3 separate regions of the Mus musculus genome follow, and all the other regions are linked to region 3. A link is a contact called in public HiChIP or PLAC-seq data. All regions are on one chromosome and are shown on one strand. Each heading gives the region's core, a stretch centred on a gene start, on an enhancer-like site or on the middle of the called end of the contact. The rest is flanking DNA. Distances are from core to core; before and after follow the strand shown.

Region 1 (2,700 bases), core at 72-2,571, 500 kb before region 3:
GCCACACTAGCAAATACAATGAATAAAGTCCCATCTTCCTGGACCCAGGCTTTATAAACCAGCACTCCATGTATGTTAGTATCTGACAGCAGGGCTGGCAGGTATTCCTGACCAGACACAGGCATGGTGGCACTTGCCTCTTGGAGTACGGCACTCTTCTCCAGGTGCTGGAGGGGGTTGGAGCCTCCACCTGCAGTGCACAGAGAAGACTGATTACGGTTGTGATCTTGAATGAACTGCTTTTCTCCTTTTTCCTGTGCTGACACAGACTCTCATGTATCGCATGCTAGCCTTTAACTCAAAATGTAGCAGAGGTCGGCTCTTGTGCATCTGATCTTCCCGCCTCGGCCTCCTGGTTTACATGGTACTGTGGATCATACACAGGGCTTCACCCAAGCTAAGCAAGCACTCTATCAACTGAGTTACAGCCCCGAACTGTGACCCTAAACCTGCCAAACACGAGGAAGAGAGAAGGAAGTCTCTATCATCTACCAGAGGCCGTCAAGGCTCTCTCACAGTCACCTAAGCATTCTTTCTGAGCATTTTAGGGTTCAATAATTGGCACTGATCTATGCAACCAGAACTTAAATGAATCTATGTGTCGGAGACAACCAACACTAACTAACCTGTGACTGAGTTTCCCTGACAGCAGATATTACATTAAAAAATTATGCATGCGATTATCTGGTTACTGTCTGGGCTCTCCATCCTAACATTCCTATTGCAGGCATCTAGTATCGAACTTGCTTTAGCTACTGTAATATTATGATCAGTGAGGTGCCTGATGTTCAGTAATTGTAGTTTATTGAATGAATGAAACGGTCAGGGTTATTAACTGTAGGACTGGTTACACCCAGATAGGCAAAGAATTATCGCAGCAAATACCAAGAGGTCGGGTGAAATGCAAGGTAACATCCAGCCTGGGAACCTCCTCTGACAAGATGGGGAAACTGAGGCCCAGAGAGGAGTGTTACCCGCACAAGGTCACGCAGAAATCCTGGCCAGAGCTGGAGAGGGCAAACAGCACGTTTCCTCCGAGAACAGATATAGATGGACCTGCGCACAAGCCCCTGCCCCTCTTGGGCCTCGGATCTGGCTCTGACAGAGGCCCGGAAGAAGGAAGCCAAGGAAGGTCCCATGAACCCCTACGAGGATCTGACCTCCCCAGGTCTTTCAAGGGGCCCTCACCAGACTCCTCGTCCTTCTTGTCGAATTTCTTCAACATGGTGTCAGCGGTAGCTCCACGCAGCAGGAAGATGCTCAGAGTAGCGGTGAGAACAGCTTCTCCCTGCGGCTTCCGTACTCCCGCCCGCCACGTCGCCCTGAGCACTGCACTATGGACTGCGCCTGCGCACTCTGTTGTCTGCGCCTGCGCACAACTGCGCCCACCTTTTTCATTGCCTGTCCGGAGATTGCCAAAACCTAGGTGGAAGAGGGCGGAAGGGGAGGGGTGAGACCCAGGAAAGTGGGCGTGGCTAGACACTGGAGGCGGAGCCTAGACCTGCGGTTGCGGGTGCTCCGCTTCTGCGCCCCCTTGTGGTCCTGTGGCTGCTGTGTTTGCAGTTACCCCTGGCTGAATTTAAAGGGCATTCTGATGGGAGGGTTGCATGCAGCACGCTGACCCCATACATGTTCCCTGCTACTCTTTATTGTCATTTTCCGGAAGTAAGTCTCACTAATAGGTTATTTTTCCGCCACCGGTAAAATGAGCCAATTCAAGTCAGGTTAGAATATTTTAAGGGCAAATTTATTGGGAAGCTGCTCTCAAACAAGTTCACTGGCCCCAAGGATTGAGGCCAGAGGAGTCACCATGACAGAGATGGTGGTGAGAGGGAAAAGGGCATCTGTTGCTAGCCAAGGAACCGATTCCATCCGAGTCTAGCTTTGTAAGGCAATGAATAGAGTTATGTACATTTGTGCTTTAACATTGAGATATAACTGGACATAGCGAGTAATTTCAACACTCATGAGGCAGAGAAAGGAGGATGAGAAGTTCAAGGCCATCCCCCTGCACCAGACCTACATGACTTCCACCTCAAAAAATAGAGCCAATGAGATGGCTCAGCCGCTAAGTTAAGGTGCTTGCTGCCAAGTCTGAGGGCCAGGTTCAGTTGTGAAAATTATTAAATGAGTCTTTTCTACCAAATACTATAAAACTTGTGGTTTGACAAGGAATTCAAATATTGTTGCTGACAAATTGGCCCACAGAGAAGATGAGTATTAGGCAAGGGGAGAGGGTGAGGCAAGCCAAGCCAGATAGTTAGGGGAATTTAGCAGCTCTGACTTGATAGCAATCAGGCCATTTCTGTAACTCTGACTTACTTATTAGAGATCAGGCCATTTCTGTTGCTCTGACTGACTAGCAACCAAGAGCGTCTTTATTTACACAAGTTTCACAGAACAAAGACAAGCTAATGATTATCCAGTAGTACAAAATATGTCTGACTTATCATTACATAACCAGGGTTAAAAGCTCAGTTACAAATAGAAAATATAAACAACAGATTTTATTCTTATTATCTGCCCTATAACACCAATTTAAAGAATCTAAAGACTGTCTCCTCCAAAACAAACACACTTACTATGTGGCAGGCTGCTTGTAGGCTGGCAGTGTTTGCAGTTTTAAAGCACTCCAGACAAACAGGAAATATCTGAATTGGTCTTTTTATGAGCTGCAAAGATGACTATCTAACTTCATTA
Region 2 (2,700 bases), core at 71-2,570, 260 kb after region 3:
TCACCATCTTGCCAAACAGGCAGGCTGAGCAAGAAAGGGGAAAGAAGAATTGCCCTGTTTGTGGCTGAAAATGGGATTTCAGAGGAGGCAGGGTCCTGCTGCTGCTCTGTGTCCCTCAGTTGTAGACCATCAGTGCATCCCAGTCACCAATAATCCATACACGCACTGCGGGTCACAGAGTTACCAGCCAACCAATGTCGGTTGTGCAGATAAATGTAAACAAGGAACCTCGTTTCCAAGGAATCTCATTCCCAAGCATTCAAGAAAACTAGCAATAGATATGAAAACTACGTCTTGGATAGGATTTCCTTTGAGGAACTTAGGTCACCAGGTATGGTGGCATTTGCTTTTGGTCTCAGCAGAGGCAGGGGAATCTCTGCAAGTTCCTGGTTCTGGCTAGCCAGGGCAACATAGTGAGACTCTGTCTCAAGAAAAAACAAACATAAAAGCAAACAAGCAGCCAGAAAGTACTTCTCATGTAAGCATGGAGCCTTGAGTTAGAATTCCCAGCCCCCACATAAAATCTGGACCCAGGATTTAATCCAGGATCTGGAGAAGTGGAGGTCAAAGGTCACAGCCAGCCTGGTTAGCTGAACTGATGAATGTGGGATCAATAAGAGACGTTGTCTCAAAGATAACATGGGTGAGCCAGTGATGTTGCTCAGTGTGAAGGCACTTGCCACCAACCCAGACAGTCTGAGTTCGATCCCTGGGACTCACAGAGTGGAGGAAACAAAATGACTCCTGAAAGAAAGCGGTTGTCCTCCAGCTTTTGCGCAGAGGCTGTGCTGTGCACACCCACACACCTGTAAGTAATAGTGTAATTTTTAAAATAAGGTGGAGAGTGACCAGGGAAGACACCTATAACCTGCGCTCTCTACACACAGATACACAACTGTGGATGCACAGAGAGTGGGGAAGCAAGGGGGAGGGGAGAGCGGTGTGGGGAGAGGAGAGGGGGAGAGCACACACCAGTAATTAAGATCTCAGTTCCACTTCCCCATGCCCTTCAAGCAAATATTCAAGTATTCCCCAGTGTGGGCTCTCCCTAGGTGGTATTGGATGGCTCCTTCTGACAGCTCATTCACTCTGTCCTCTCTGGGTCACTTCTCAATGTGTACATACATACACTCCATGTCAACTGGGTCAAAGTCCCTTTCTGCTTTTCACTTGGAAAGAAAAATAAAAACAAATGCAAGGAATGCAGAGTAGGACAGCAGCAGGGAATGCCAGCCCTGGCCTTCATTAGAAGAGCCAGCTCTATTTTTACCTCATTTGTTTACTTAGCATCCTGTCACGGGACCGGATCTCTGCTATCCCATAACGGGTGGAGCACGCAGCATGTCTGCCTCAGTCAGGAGTCCAGCTGCTGTACGAGCATGTACATGTGCACACCTGCCAGAAAGGACCCTCTCTTCGGCTGCTGTTAAGTTCAGTCATGTGACTGCTTGTGGACATTAATGCTCACTTGCTCTCTGTTTCTCTTTTAATTAACTAAACTTAATTCTGAACATTTGCTGATATACAGAAGATTAAGAAAACAGAGAGAGCGGCGCCTGACCTCGCCTCAACTGGCCCTGCTGTTAACAGCCCCATGAGCCTGGTGTGTCTATTATCCTGAACTTGCTTTTGATGCCTTACCAGATACTAATGTCCACAGAGTCTGCCCCGCTTTCTACAGTTCTGTGGAACACCAATGCTCTGTTGTGTATATGCATCCGCCAGGAGCCACATAGTGGCAGATGGAATCGAGGCATTGTCCTAAGCACCTAAATGATTCACCTATTAAACCCTCTTCCCCTCCCCCAACCCTCAGCCCTGCATCCTAGAATTCTCCAGAAGGACAGAGTCCACGTGCATGCATATCTGCATCTATAGAGATATCTCTATAGATGCAGATAGGTCAGGGGCTTAAGGTCTCTGCTTACATGACTATCTATGGTGACCAAAAAAATCCATCAGTCTGAAGACATCATAGTATGACAGACACAGTGGAGTTTCAGAGGCAGGGAACCCAAAAGTAGAGCTCTGGGGTCAGGGAGAAAAGCCTGAGACGCTGAAAAGGCTGTGGTAAATCCTAAGTCCAAACACTGGAGCGCCTGTGGGGTACTGCTACCAAGTACCAGGAAACAGTGGAGCAGGTTCAACACGGGGGCCTCATGGGACCCATCCCAGTTCCTCGGAGCTCCAGGTTTATAACAAATGGACAAGAAAGGCCACCCAACCTCAGACCCTACAGGGATAAGGATCTGATTGGTCCATCTGACTGCTATCCAGACAAGTCAGGGATGCTGGCTGAAAGTGAGAAGCTAGCAGAAGATGGAGGTGACCAGGATCCACCTCAAGCCTCAGTATCAGCTACAGTAACAACAGCTTAATGCAGTTCACCAGTTAGTTACAGCTCATGTAAGTTCCCAGGAAATGAGACAAATTAGAACCAGCAGGATAGAATACTCCGCTCTGACAGCATGACACCAAAGGCTGCTCTCTGCTCCGAACCCCTCTACAAGGCTAGAACCTTGTGCCCAAGCTGCTGGGACTATCACCACTAATGAATGGCTCCTGGCTGAGTTCCTGCCACAGAGAGCTCCTTAGTTACACTCCCTTCCAGTAAGTCGGACAAAACCACAGCCTAGCCGGGTAGAGTGGCGCAAAGACCTCCCCCTTGCCTCAATTTCGGAATGTTCCGAAAGACTCCTA
Region 3 (2,700 bases), core at 59-2,558:
AATTAGAACCTTTGCCCTTTTTGATCTGCAGCTGAATATAAATTAACTCTAAAGGACATTGTGGTTGGAAGGAAATACATACAGTTTGATCCTTTGAAGTCCAGAAATTCGAACTCACATTTTAGCTGTGCAGTCATAGTACTGGCTAGTGCAGAGGTAGGAGTTGAATGTGATTGGCACCATTAATCTGTCTTCATTTGCAAAATGGTTAACAGCGCAGTTCCTCCCAACCCACACCACTGGCACTACAAAGCTGAAATCATGACTGTGGTATTGGCCTATAAGTTCTATTTATAAGGCACATATAAACACATGTAGTTATATTTCCTTGTAATCTTCTGTAATCTGTTTTGCTGACACAGTGGTGGCTGAGTATGTGGGCCGTGTGTTGTTTTTTATAAAGTATCAGGAACACTGCAGATGGGATTATGGTGTTATCTCAACCCTGAGTGACCTGGCAGTTTCCAAAGCCTAGCTATTTGCTCTTCCCATAGCCAAATTGCACCGAGCCCAGTCAGGGCTGAGCTGCCTGCCTGCCTTCCTTGCTCTGATCACGTTGATGCCCAGGGTCATCTCTGTAATCCTCCTCTTGAAAGAAATGTCTGACTCTAGGGAATTGAATTTCATCCAGACGTCTGGGGCGCCACCAATCAGAGCTTGAAAAAACAAGTGTGTGAAAGCCCTTGAATTGGTGCTACTGTGTGAGGGTCAGAGTTCCTCATGTCTCAGTAGTTCTGCAGCAAGTCAAAGGTTTTGTTTGGTTTGGTTTGGTTTGATTTGGTAGAAAAACTACCCTGAAATGAAGAGGCAAACCAGAAAATCCACATTAGTGGGACCAAGCATCAGAGAGTTCACTGGGACCTGAGCTACGTCAGACAGAGAGGGCATTGAAGAAATGAATAGAGATGAAGTTGGTGGAGGCAGAGGGTGCAGAGCAAACTGTGTGATCTGTGTTTGGATGAGGAAGGGACAAGACTGTTTGCCAATCAATAATCTTGTAAATCAGTTTGTCTCTTGGGTTTTATGAGGTTTCTTCGACCCGCTCTCACTGTTAGGAAAAGAATACTTTTCAGAAATCAAGAAGTTCAAGTGTGATCCCCTTGATTTTGTATCAGCAGCTTATAAGTCCTTACACAGTGGCTCTGGGGTCAGGAGTACACGAGCCACAAAGACCTATTCTTATCCAGTGTTTGCCTTGGAACCTGCCGAGCTATTGAGAGAAAGAAAAACACTCGGATCTAGTAAAAGGAAATGATAACCGTAATTACATAACTAGCTTTCCCCCTAATGGTTTCTGGATCGTAGATAACCAGTCCCTGAGCCCCTTATCATAGTGAGACCTGAGAGGCTGAAGTCTATATAAACTAGACTTGGGAAATGAACGGATCATAGAAAATTGTATTATGCATGCCGTTGCATTCGCTGGAGAGAGACAACATGAGACGCCTTGTGAGTACATCTTTAACTTTGAATGTGGAGCATATATATATCCCAGTCAGACCAGCCAAGGAGGTCTGGATCCTCCCTGCCCCAGGAACTGTTCAAATCAACCCAGGCAGAATTTTCAAACGATGATTGGGTGTGCAATCTTCTGTTGGCACTTCTGTTTTGGAGAATCTGAAGGAAGGGTGTCCTCTAATGGAATCAATAACTAATTTCTTAAAAGTCAAGACTCTTTGGAGGCCAGGTAGATACTCATATGCTGGAGTCTTGTCTGCAGTGGTTTTCCGTATTTACAAATTGCCAGTGGGGAATAGCTTAGATGCATGTGGGGCCAGCTGGGATAGAGTGCTTTTTGTCCCTCTGGCTTTTTTAAGACAAGGCCTCATTCTGTAGTCCAGGCTACTTTGACTCGCTGTGGCTTGTCTCAGACTTTCCAAATCCTCCATCTAAGTCTCCTGGGTGCTGGCATTCAAGGCAGGCACGACCACATCCAGCTTTCACTAAAGCAGCTTCACCCTCTGCAGCTCTGTGTCTATGGCAGCTGCGCTGCACTGCACTGTGGTGATGATAACACTGTAGAATAGCCGCTTCCTTTGACTTTCAGGGGCCCCGTTTGTTACTGAAGCCAGATGCCGACTTTTCATGGATGTTAAGAGAAGGGAGGACCCTGCCAGTCCCACTTGTCATGATGGGTGCACTTGAGCTGGGCCAGCCTCAAGTACACAAGAAACTATGGCTAGCTTAACCCAGCCCCCTATTCTTTTATTAATGTCTGCTGCAGAAAACTCCCTTGATGGGCAGAGCACACCACATAGAGGAACTGAACAACTTAAATATTTTAAGGCCTAGGTACATTCTAACATAATTTCCCCCAAAATAGTATGCAAATAACAGTGAGTAGCTTTCTTCTTAGGCAAGGTAAGAGAATTCAGAGGAAAGGAAGCCTGGAGGGTGTCAGTTTCCAGGGGGGATGGAGGGTGGGCAGAGGCGGAATAGGGCTGACTGTGAGATTTGGGGTTTGGATCAAGAGCTGGAGTAGAGGATGTGCCCAGCCCTGGAAGTAGAGAGGTAGCACAAAAAGGAAGAGTGGGAGGCCTGAGCTATAGTGGTCCAGGCTGATCCTACCCTGTCAGGTTGGCTAAATCTATCCCAGTGATTGACAGTAGAAGCCACATAGGAGTGTCCTTGAGTGACTGACAAAACCTTGCCTCCTGAGCAGCAGGCACACCCTGTGTGAACACAGTAAGCTATAGTGTC

What was found. HiChIP or PLAC-seq counts read pairs in DNA pulled down with a chosen protein or histone mark.
Region 1: a FOXA1 HiChIP or PLAC-seq map of pancreatic cancer cells shows a contact between it and region 3. The contact joins the promoter of Copg1 here to the promoter of Gkn3 in region 3. A contact is called at or near these places in 2 of 115 datasets of contacts at active chromatin or transcription factors (large pre-B cells and pancreatic cancer cells).
Region 2: a contact with region 3 is called in a FOXA1 HiChIP or PLAC-seq map of pancreatic cancer cells. The contact joins the enhancer-like site here to the promoter of Gkn3 in region 3. A contact is called at or near these places in 6 of 39 promoter capture datasets (the 3T3-L1 cell line, HPC-7-derived erythroid cells, frontonasal cranial neural crest and 2 more), 1 of 15 datasets of contacts at CTCF or cohesin (the NIH/3T3 cell line), 5 of 484 Hi-C or Micro-C datasets (the HL-1 cell line, bone marrow-derived macrophages, ganglionic eminence and 2 more), 8 of 115 datasets of contacts at active chromatin or transcription factors (double positive thymocytes, embryonic basal ganglia, embryonic hindbrain and 5 more) and 4 of 9 other capture datasets (adipose tissue, embryonic stem cells, liver and 1 more).

What each region holds. Positions count from the first base shown.
Region 1 is chr6:87,886,561-87,889,260 of GRCm38.p6, reverse strand. Copg1 (coatomer protein complex, subunit gamma 1) reads right to left here and starts at 1,321. Exons shown (of 24, transcript NM_017477.2): 1 at 1,189-1,321; 2 at 138-190. The coding sequence starts at 1,225.
Region 2 is chr6:87,125,856-87,128,555 of GRCm38.p6, reverse strand. No RefSeq gene overlaps it. Among named protein-coding and RNA genes, the nearest start is that of D6Ertd527e, 22 kb to the right of the region's middle. Within about 2 kb of position 1,320, at least 35 of the 459 cell types and tissues checked have an H3K27ac peak or open chromatin away from gene starts, as enhancers often do. A contact at or near this core is called in the HL-1 cell line, liver and pancreatic cancer cells, where this site is marked.
Region 3 is chr6:87,387,543-87,390,242 of GRCm38.p6, reverse strand. It overlaps Gkn3 (gastrokine 3), which reads left to right and starts at 1,308. Exons shown (of 6, transcript NM_026860.1): 1 at 1,308-1,449. The coding sequence starts at 1,408.